Regions from separate parts of the Lactuca sativa genome. Here region 1 is linked to region 2. A link is a contact called in public Hi-C data. All regions are on one chromosome and are shown on one strand. Each heading gives the region's core, a stretch centred on a gene start, on an enhancer-like site or on the middle of the called end of the contact. The rest is flanking DNA. Distances are from core to core; before and after follow the strand shown. Region 1 holds the start of LOC111882482 (probable serine/threonine-protein kinase At1g54610). Region 2 holds the start of LOC111882481 (systemin receptor SR160).

The links. A called contact is a pair of places that touch in the nucleus more often than the background predicts.
Region 1: a Hi-C map of leaf shows a contact between it and region 2, with 7 times the contacts expected there. The contact joins the promoter of LOC111882482 here to the promoter of LOC111882481 in region 2. A contact is called at or near these places in 2 of 4 Hi-C or Micro-C datasets (both in leaf).

What each region holds. Positions count from the first base shown.
Region 1 is chr4:290,935,700-290,940,415 of Lsat_Salinas_v11, forward strand. LOC111882482 (probable serine/threonine-protein kinase At1g54610) reads right to left here and starts at 1,875. Exons shown (of 7, transcript XM_023878849.3): 1 at 1,025-1,875; 2 at 646-930. The coding sequence starts at 1,444.
Region 2 is chr4:290,674,186-290,679,048 of Lsat_Salinas_v11, forward strand. LOC111882481 (systemin receptor SR160) reads right to left here and starts at 1,792. Exons shown (of 1, transcript XM_023878847.3): 1 at 1-1,792. The coding sequence starts at 1,569.

The DNA.
Region 1 (4,716 bases), core at 625-3,124, 260 kb after region 2:
CTCACTTTCCTTATAAATTCAATAATTGACTCACTTTCCTTGTAAATTCAAAAAAGTCTTCAAAAATTTGTGATTCAGGACAATTCTTTAAAATATGTCAATAGTTTTTTTTTGTTATAGATTAAAGTACTTACGTATTCATCATTTCTATCGTATTTATTTCAAAATTTCACTTTAAACATGCTTAATGTTTACACCTTCATATTTAACCTTTGGGATAATGCACTAAAAGGGTAACATAGTTTAGAGTGTGTACATATTTAGTCACTTATGTTTATTTTTGTATACATTTAGTCATTTATGTTTTTTGTACATATTTAGTCACTTATGTTTTTTTATTTGGTACACATCTGACAATCACGGTTAATGGTCATATGTGTACAAAATATAAAACATAAGTGACTAAGCATGTACAAAAAAAACATAAATGACTAAATATGTACAAAAATAAACATAAGTGACTATGTTCCCCTGTTAGTGCATTATCTCTTAACCTTTTTTAATCAACACGGGTCTCACAACTAGTTTGAAAAATAAATCCAATTATAGCAATGAAAATTGTTTTGTATATGTATAACTTTGCTATAAATGGATAGATTTTTCAAATTACAATGTTTTAATAGGATGAAAGTGTTAAAAGTTGACCTGTGGTTCTGTTAACCTTCCTTCTGGACGAGAAATAACTCTGGTTAAGTCTGATAGCATGTACTCAAAGACTAGATAAAGACTATATTGCATTCTAGATGTTGCAAGACCTTCAAGTTTGATAATATTTGGATGATCTAGTTTCTGTAAAATGATAATTTCTCTTGCCATAAACTTCACACTTTCTGGCTCTGATGTGTCAAAACGAACTTTCTTTAAAGCAACAATCTTTCCTGTGTCCCTATCTCGAGCTTTATAGACATTGCTATATGTTCCATGGCCTATCTACAATCACAACACAAAGAAATATTTTGATAATGAACATGAATCATGAAAAGAATACATATTTGAAACGATTTAGTCAAGATTATGTACTTACCTTAGCAAGCTTATCATAAGAATCAGCGGTTTTAGATGCCAGATTAGCCAAAACTTCTCTTGGAATATTATCAACAAGCCATTTAGGCCATCCATCAATTAAATCGTCTGAACCAATCTTCTTACCAACAACAATTCTCTGAGAAACATTCCCAATTCCTTCTTGATTAATCTTCATATCATTCTGACCTCCTCCTTCCTTCCTCGTATTACCATCATCAACTTGATTATTGTTCTTCTTTACACTATTCTGCTTCACAGGCATTTCAACAAACGGTTTCTGTGCAGCATTGGGTTTTCCCCCAATTCCGCCTGTAACATACCCATTATCAGCTTTCAACTTATGGAGGCCGCCGCCGCCACCACCACGAGACTGTTGGCGATTATAAGTTGGTGAGGGCTTTCCCTGAACGCAACCCATACGTGGGATTTTTTTGGAGTACCGAGTACGTGAAGAGCACTAAACACTGACTTCTCAAGGCATCATTGATGCCGCTGCTGAACAAACAACAATGCTATGAACATAAGGTGGCGTGTAAAAGCAAGATTGTGAGAAGACAAGGATAATGATGATGATTGGCAAAATGGGAACACACTAGCTTGGGTGAAGTTAGTATTGGATAGAAGAATCGAAGGAAAAGACAATGGGTTGATGATGGATAGGCCGGCTGATGGGGAAAAGGACGAGAAACGGAATCCATTGACGTTGGGATCGGATTTGGGGCTGTGATTACGAGGGGGGTTTTGAGTGCTAGGGAACAAATTCTTCTTTGGATTTGGCGGGCGCAGAAAGCTGTCATCATCCCGAAACCGTTTGAGAATTGAGATCCTCACCATCTGCCTCAATACCGGTACCTGCTGTTTTCAAATATGAGAATATCTATATCTATAAATTATAATAATAATATGTTCAGTAAATTATACTAATAGTCCTTGTAGTTTCGGTTAATGTACATGTTTAGTACCTAATTTTTTTTTTAAATTTGACCATCCTTATGGTTTGGTATGTTCCTGGTTTAGTCCCTATTATACTTGAAATAATTGTCATACCTTTATGTATTTATTTATATCTTTCATTTTATTATTTTAGGGAATGTTTCCGAATGTATTATATTTTGTTATAATTTAAGGTTTATAATTTGCAAATTGTAATGTATTTGGTTATATGTACACATAATGCATAAACAAAGGGTCTTTCTTCTATGCCGGCTTGAATATCCAACCACCCGTCAAAGCATAATTGTTGGTTAGATTCTCGCATGTTAGTCGTTGTTGTAACTTACTAATAATAATTGCACCAAAATTATGTTTGCGAGACATGTTCAAAAGAATTGTCGTACATTTAATCATGTTGAAATAAAATTTAGTTTAATCTTTTATTTTTCTTTAATAAAACAGTAATCTTCGACAACATTTTGGAGTACAACATTCTGACTATTTATTGTTCATCGCTTCTTGTTCATCATGTTCCGAACAGCTTGTTGTATTTAAGAATTAAACAACTCATTTTGAAGATATTGAAAGGTTAGCTAAATACAAGGGAATAAACATATACATGTTAAGACCCTAAAACTAGTTTGCAAAGTTATATAAGGCTAAAAAGAGCATTTTATGGTTTTCGCTTCGAAAAATCAGTGTCATTCCAAACTTATTATTTATATTTTTGGTTAGAGTTTCATATTTCAAACTACATTTTTTTTGGCTTCTGGCACCATAAAACTATCTCTTCAAGGTATCTAAGACTTGAAAGAGCATTCTATGGTTTCCGTTTTAAATATCCAATGTCATTTCGGACTATTGTAGTTATTTGTATTCCGATTTAAGATTTCATATTCCGGACTACATTTTTTTGGCTTCTGAACATAAAATTGAAAAAACAAGTAACATTTCAATATACCCTCATATTTAGCTAATCAACTATGTCTAAACAGATTGGTAATAGGTCTAACAAGTAGTGTAGTTTTTTTTTTTGCCCATATACCAAAAAATGACTTACTTTTATTAAATTTAATTTCAGATATTGTTAATTTATCAATATACTAATACTTTAACTTTCTACCCTAATAAATGAAAATGTTATTGTCACTTGTCATTCTCTCATTTAATTTGTCACATGTCATTTTGTCATAATTTTGAAATATATTTATTTCCCACTTGTCAATTACTTCATTATTCATTTCCACTATATCATTAATTTAGTTTCCATAAATTACACCTACTATAATAACTATTAATTTCAAATTTGAAATTTGAAATTTCAATTTCAATTTCAAATAAATTTACACTTTAAACCTTTGTATTTAACATTTTATTATAATAACTCGTTTAGTACACGGGTCTAACAATTAAACACATAATTTTAATTAATTTATTTTTTGTATGTTTTTTTTTTTCATAATTTTCACTTCTTTCATATTTTAAATTCAAATAAACTTCTCATTTAATCGCTTCTATTTAACATTATGTTTTAATTAACCCGTATAATTATACAGGTTTCACAACTAGTTTTGTTAATATATTAATATTTGAACCTTTTAACAAAAATAGAATAAAACTAAACTCCTTACATCTTCCCCACATGCTAACGGTAACAAATTACCGATGTCTATCCTAACCTAACAAGGGGAAAAAATCAACCCTATCATCATCCCCAATGGGAAATGAGGATCCCCTCGTTTCCAAGATTTTTCTTTCATTAAAATATTACAAAATTTCAAATTACAAACATGTGTTTTCAAACTTTACCAACGATTATCTAACACAACAAAATTTGAAACACATAAAATTAAACTGATAAGACAATGAATATAAGAAAAAACTGATAACATCAGTTTTGATTTTGTAATTACTCACGATCTGTTCGATTTTTGATTTTGTAATTACAATCTGTTCGGTTTTGTAACTTGTCTTGTTAATAAAAAAAAGTATTATCCATGTTAGGTGTTGTTTGTTTTTTCTGAGGCAAAATGTCTGCAGTCTGTGAACCACATCTATAGACCTCTGCAGTAGAAGAGGTGGACCAAACGTCTGCAGTCTGAAAAAAGAAGACTTTGTTTTTTTTAACATCTGCGAGCTACTAAAATAAACTGAAATCTAAATAAACTGATTTTTTTAAGCTTCAAAATGATTTTTTAATATTTTTATGACTTTGATATAAATAATTAACGAATCTAGATCAACTTTTATGTATTATTGTATAAAAAATAAAAATAAAAATGGTATGAATTAACATATATATTTGATAAAAAAACAACAACTTTGGTTGCAAAGTTATAACTAAACATTATAATTAGTGATCAAATAATTTGATACATAAATAGATGGAAATAAACTTCGATTTTTTCAATTAAATCCATTAAAAACGTACCACAAATATTTTCTCAAGAAATTGATGATAATGTATTAAATAATGTTTTACAAATTTTGGCAAAAAAAATAAGAATATATTATGATTTTTTTTCATATTTATATAAACAACTTCAACGACTATTATTGTGATAAATCTCTATTTATAAATTTGTCAGAAATATCATGTTTGTATCGTCGAACGTTTTATTTTAAGTTTTGTAATTTTTTTTTCTAAGACTGTTCACTATTTGGATAAAACCGAATTGTCCAATTGGACAATTTGGATCGGACCATTTAGTTTGAATATTCGGATTTTTGGATTGGTTTTGGTTTGTAAAATAAAAA
Region 2 (4,863 bases), core at 542-3,041:
GCCGGATAATTTATTGTTTGAAAGAGAAATCCAGTTGAGATTGGTGCAGTTGCTCAATGTCGGTGGGATTGACCCAATTAAATAATTGAAATCAAGAATGAGATTCTGGAGAGGTTGAATGTACATGAGTTCTTGTGGGATTTCACCTTCCAATTCGTTGAACCAGATAATCAAATCTTGAAGCTTTGATAAATACCTGAAACTTGAAGGGATTTCTCCGGTGAGATAATTGAAGCTCAGGTCAAGAGAAACCAGTTGAGAACAGTTGCTGAGAGTTGAAGGTATTGGACTCGTGAACCAATTGTTTTGAAGGTACAACTCCTTTAAACTTGTAGTTGTACCTTGACATAATCCAGAAGGGATTCCGCCGGAGATTTTGTTGGAACTCAAATCTAAAGTCTCCAAATTGGTCATTTTTGAGAAAGATTCCGGCAAGAAACCGATGAAATGATTGAAAGATAACACCAGTGTCTTCAAGTTACTAATTTCCAAAACGGTTTCAATGGGTAGCTCACCGGAGAAATTATTTCGGGAGAAATCAAGTAGTTGAAGCGAAGAACATGATTTTAAGCCGTCGGGAACGGCGCCGGAAAGGTTGTTACCGGAAACATTCAGTTCAACGAGCATTGGGCATAGATTGAGGAGGTGTGGAGGAACCCTACCTTGGAAATGATTGGTGGCGAGATACAGAAACTGGAGGCTCCCGTCCACCGGAAAAGATGGTATCTCGCCGGCGAACTGGTTCTGAGTGAGATTAAGGAAGCTGAGACGCTTGCAAGACGATAAAGAACCAGATATGTCACCGGAAAACTTGTTGGATGATAAATCTAGATACTGTAAACTCGAGCAATCACGAAATGAAAGAAACCCAGATGAGAAATTGTTTGCAGACAGATCTAAGTACTCTAAGTTGGGGCAATCGAACTCCGGCAACTCTCCGGCGACTTTGTTTCCTTTTATTGACAAATGTCGAAGCTCCCCACACCCATTTGATAGGATCCACTGGACAACATTTGGTTTCCCCCATGAAATCCGATTGTAAGAAAGATCAATAACCTGAATAGAAAGCCCAATCGGTTTCAACTCGCCATTGAAATCGATCGAGTTTCTTGACAAGTTCAGAGAGCTGAGCTTCGGGCACGCCGTCAACAAGGTAGCCTCGGAAAACGAGCCTGAAACACCATTTTCAGCCAAATCCATGGCGACGAGATCTCGACTACACTGAGATCTCGAACTCCAAACCAAAGAACCAGTAAGATTACAGTTCTTAAGAACCAAGGTTTCAAGATTTGGAAGTGTCATCAAATTCGAAGAAACTAAACGGAAATCGGAGCTCAAATCAGTCCCACTAAGATCTATAGACGAAACTCTCGAGTCTTTGCACGAAACGCCACTGAAATTGCACGGGTGGTTTCCAGACAGCCAATTCGTCAAAAGATTTGGCTTTTTAAGCAAAGATTTGAACGATAAGAGCTGGTGAGATTCATCAACGTCACCATGAACACAAACTAGAGAGAGAAACAAGATAAAAACAAAACTAAATCTGTTAAAGCTATAAACTTGCATCATCTTCAGGTTGCAGTTTGTTACATGTTGGGTGTTCTTGATTATCAGAAGATTAACAGTATAAGTGATCAACTTCCATTATTTCAATTTGCACAAAGCACCAATAGCTTTAGAGAGAGAAAATAGGATTGGGTTTTAGAGAGAGAGAGAGAGAGAGAGAGAGAGAGAGAGAGAGAAGAATAGTCAAACACAAGAATAAATTTAGGAGGAGGGAAGGGCGTGGACACAGTTGGTGCTCACATGCCATGTGACCCATCTTCAGTTTTGTATGGAGATCGATGATGTGAGAAGGAAAACCCTGTAAGTACAACATCAACAGCATAACATACAAGTCATGGAAGCATCATTGCATTGAAAAAGGAGTTTATATTAAAATAATTTGAGGTTTATTGTGCTGTAATCTTCCTCAAAGTAAGATTTCCAGACACAAGAATACAAATGCACGAAAAATGCAAGTGTGCAACTTCAGTAAAACATCGTACAACTGGAATTTGTTGTGTTCCCTTTCATTTTCTCAAGAGTGCTAAATTAAATAATAAAAAAGTACAAAGCTCATTTCACAAAGTACAAATTTATTATACAAAATTAACCTGTACATTGCATTCTACAAAATTTACGAATATAACATAAAAAAATTAGGATTTTCTCCCTCAAAAGCAGTATTTGGAAATCCACAAATACCAAATCTAGAGGAGAGTACACCTCTCAAACACACAAAATTCGTATAATATATAACATGAAAAGTTAAAAAGGAAGGTACAAGTCCAAAAACATAGAGTACAACTGAAGAAAGTATAAAGGCATTGGCAAAATGGAATGATAAAATAAATAAAAAGGCAGTGAGTTTGTCGCTCTAGGTTTCCGTGTACGTGTGACCAAGGATAGATCCACCCACAATCGCTATCTTACTTTTATTGAGATTCCATGCTCCCCTTTCAATTAATTGTCTTTATCCTCCATCTTCATAAAACCTCAATTAACTAAGATTCATTAAAGCATTGATTATACAACTTTGTGTTCAATCAATTTGATATCTAAATGTTTTATTTACCAGTTTTCTGGCTTTTATGTTTATAAAATTTTCTATTGCTATAAAAAATATCTATAAGTTGACATTAGTAATGCATATATACTGTTTTTTACATGTAAAGTTTTTATACGTATGTTTTTCATTTTATCTATGTTTAGTAATAGCAACCAATACTATTGTTACACAATTAGAGATGCGTTTTTAGTGGAAATTTATGTATGTATAATTTGCAAAATCACTAATTATAGTACAATCACGCTCGGTCCATCAGTTTTTCTTGCCCATGGCGAAAATGCTTAATTATACCCATTTATTTGTACCAATAATGTTTCAATTTTAAGTTTATACCAAAAATCGTTTAAGACAGTAAATTTTAACCATAATTGTCCACAAATATGCTTCATGATGATTACATTCAGTATAATTTAAGACTAACCCTTTTCTAGTGATAAGCCTAGAACCATTCATCAGTTTTTCCCTACATCTCCATATGTTGTTGTGGTTCTTCACTTTTATAACACTTTACTTTCTCATCCAAGTACCACTAACGATGGTACTGTAATCCAAAAGCAACATGCTTTATCACCCTTAAATACTGTAACGCTCTAAAAATTCAAGCAAATTTAAACTTTTCAAAAACAATCCAGTTTCGTTAAGTCATTACAAAAAGGTTTTCAATATAATTATTATCAGAGTCTTCCCAGAACCATATCATAAAACATAAACATAAGGAGCGGTACGATCACACATTCGCCTTGCCACGGTCTCCTAAAGTACCTGAAAAACATTAAACCACAACTGTAAGCCTGAAAGCTTAGTGAGATACCCCCAAAATACCAACCACATATACCACGCATAACATATCATAACCGAACAGAACAGCCATGCACTTCGGGTCTACTGTGTGACTGGTCCGTCGCACCGGGCCTTCAGTCCACCTGGTCCACCCTCCGAGTCTAGCCATATCCATCGAGTCTGCAGTGTGGTTGGTCCACCCGCACCGGGCCTTCAACCCACCTGGTCCACTCTCTGAGTCTACAGTATGACTGGTCCGCCCGCACCGGGCCTTCAGTCGGTCTGGTCCACTCTCCGAGCCTCGGCACTTCTGGTCCGCCCTCGTGGGGCCTACAGCCTATCCGGACCGCTTGCTGGGCCTTCGGGATAACCGGTCCACCCTGGGTATGTTGGCCTACAGCACAAAGCAGGACCCGCCTCAACCCAACCCCAGTCCAACAACCATGTGCACATAAACATACAATCATATAACAATACGCATCCAATCAAACCTATGACGCGACTCATGCCAAATCTCTAGCCCGACTCGCCGAGTCCAACGTGAAGTTCCATAATCTCGAGTCACAGAGCCACTCCCTTACTCCAAACACTTGATCTGGGTCCCTATGGTTCATTAGCAATATAAAGCTGCTACCTTTACATGCTTCCATGACCCATTCATCAAAAACCAAGTTAAAATGGAACTTAACTCATTAAGGCTGGCTCTTGCATGGCTAATCAAAGGGCTTTCTTCACATAGAATCCATATGGAACTCAGATCTGGAGTTTCAACTCCAGATCTAACTCATGCATCAAGATCTCAACATGAATTCTTCCAAACAAACCCTAAAGCTCCAAAAATGTGGATCTAGAAGGAATAAAGCCAAAATGACGAATCCTTACCTCAAAACAACCTCCAACTGAAGAGTAAACCAAATCTCCTCAAGCCTCCTTGATCCAAGCTCCTTAGTCTTGAAGATTTCTTCTTAAATCACTTATCCAACCTCCAAAATGCTCCCAAGGCTCTTCTCACACGTCTATAAGGGCTTCTGGAACTCAAGGGAGGGTAAAGAGGCTGGGGAGAGGGTATTATGTTCTTTATATAGGGCTCAACCCCTGGGATTAGGGTTTTCTCCATACAGCACCAACTCGCCGAGTCCACCCATGCGACTCGCCGAGTTGGTCACTTAACATGTGACCCGCAACGCGACTCGACTCGTCGAGTCTATCCATCGACTCGCCGAGTCGACCTTCTTATTTACACTTTTAGCCCTTCAACTTTATTTCTAAATTTCTGGGATGTTACAAATACTTTTGGATGGGCAATTCCTGGCAATATTTTACCGACTTCAAATCATGCAGACCATAGAAGTTGTCTTGCAGTTATTACATTTTTGTGTACTAAAAAGTAGTTAAAGTTGTGCATAGGAAAAAAGATTAATTATGTTGTCTCTATTGAATATGCCATTGAAATAAAACGAATGATAAATATG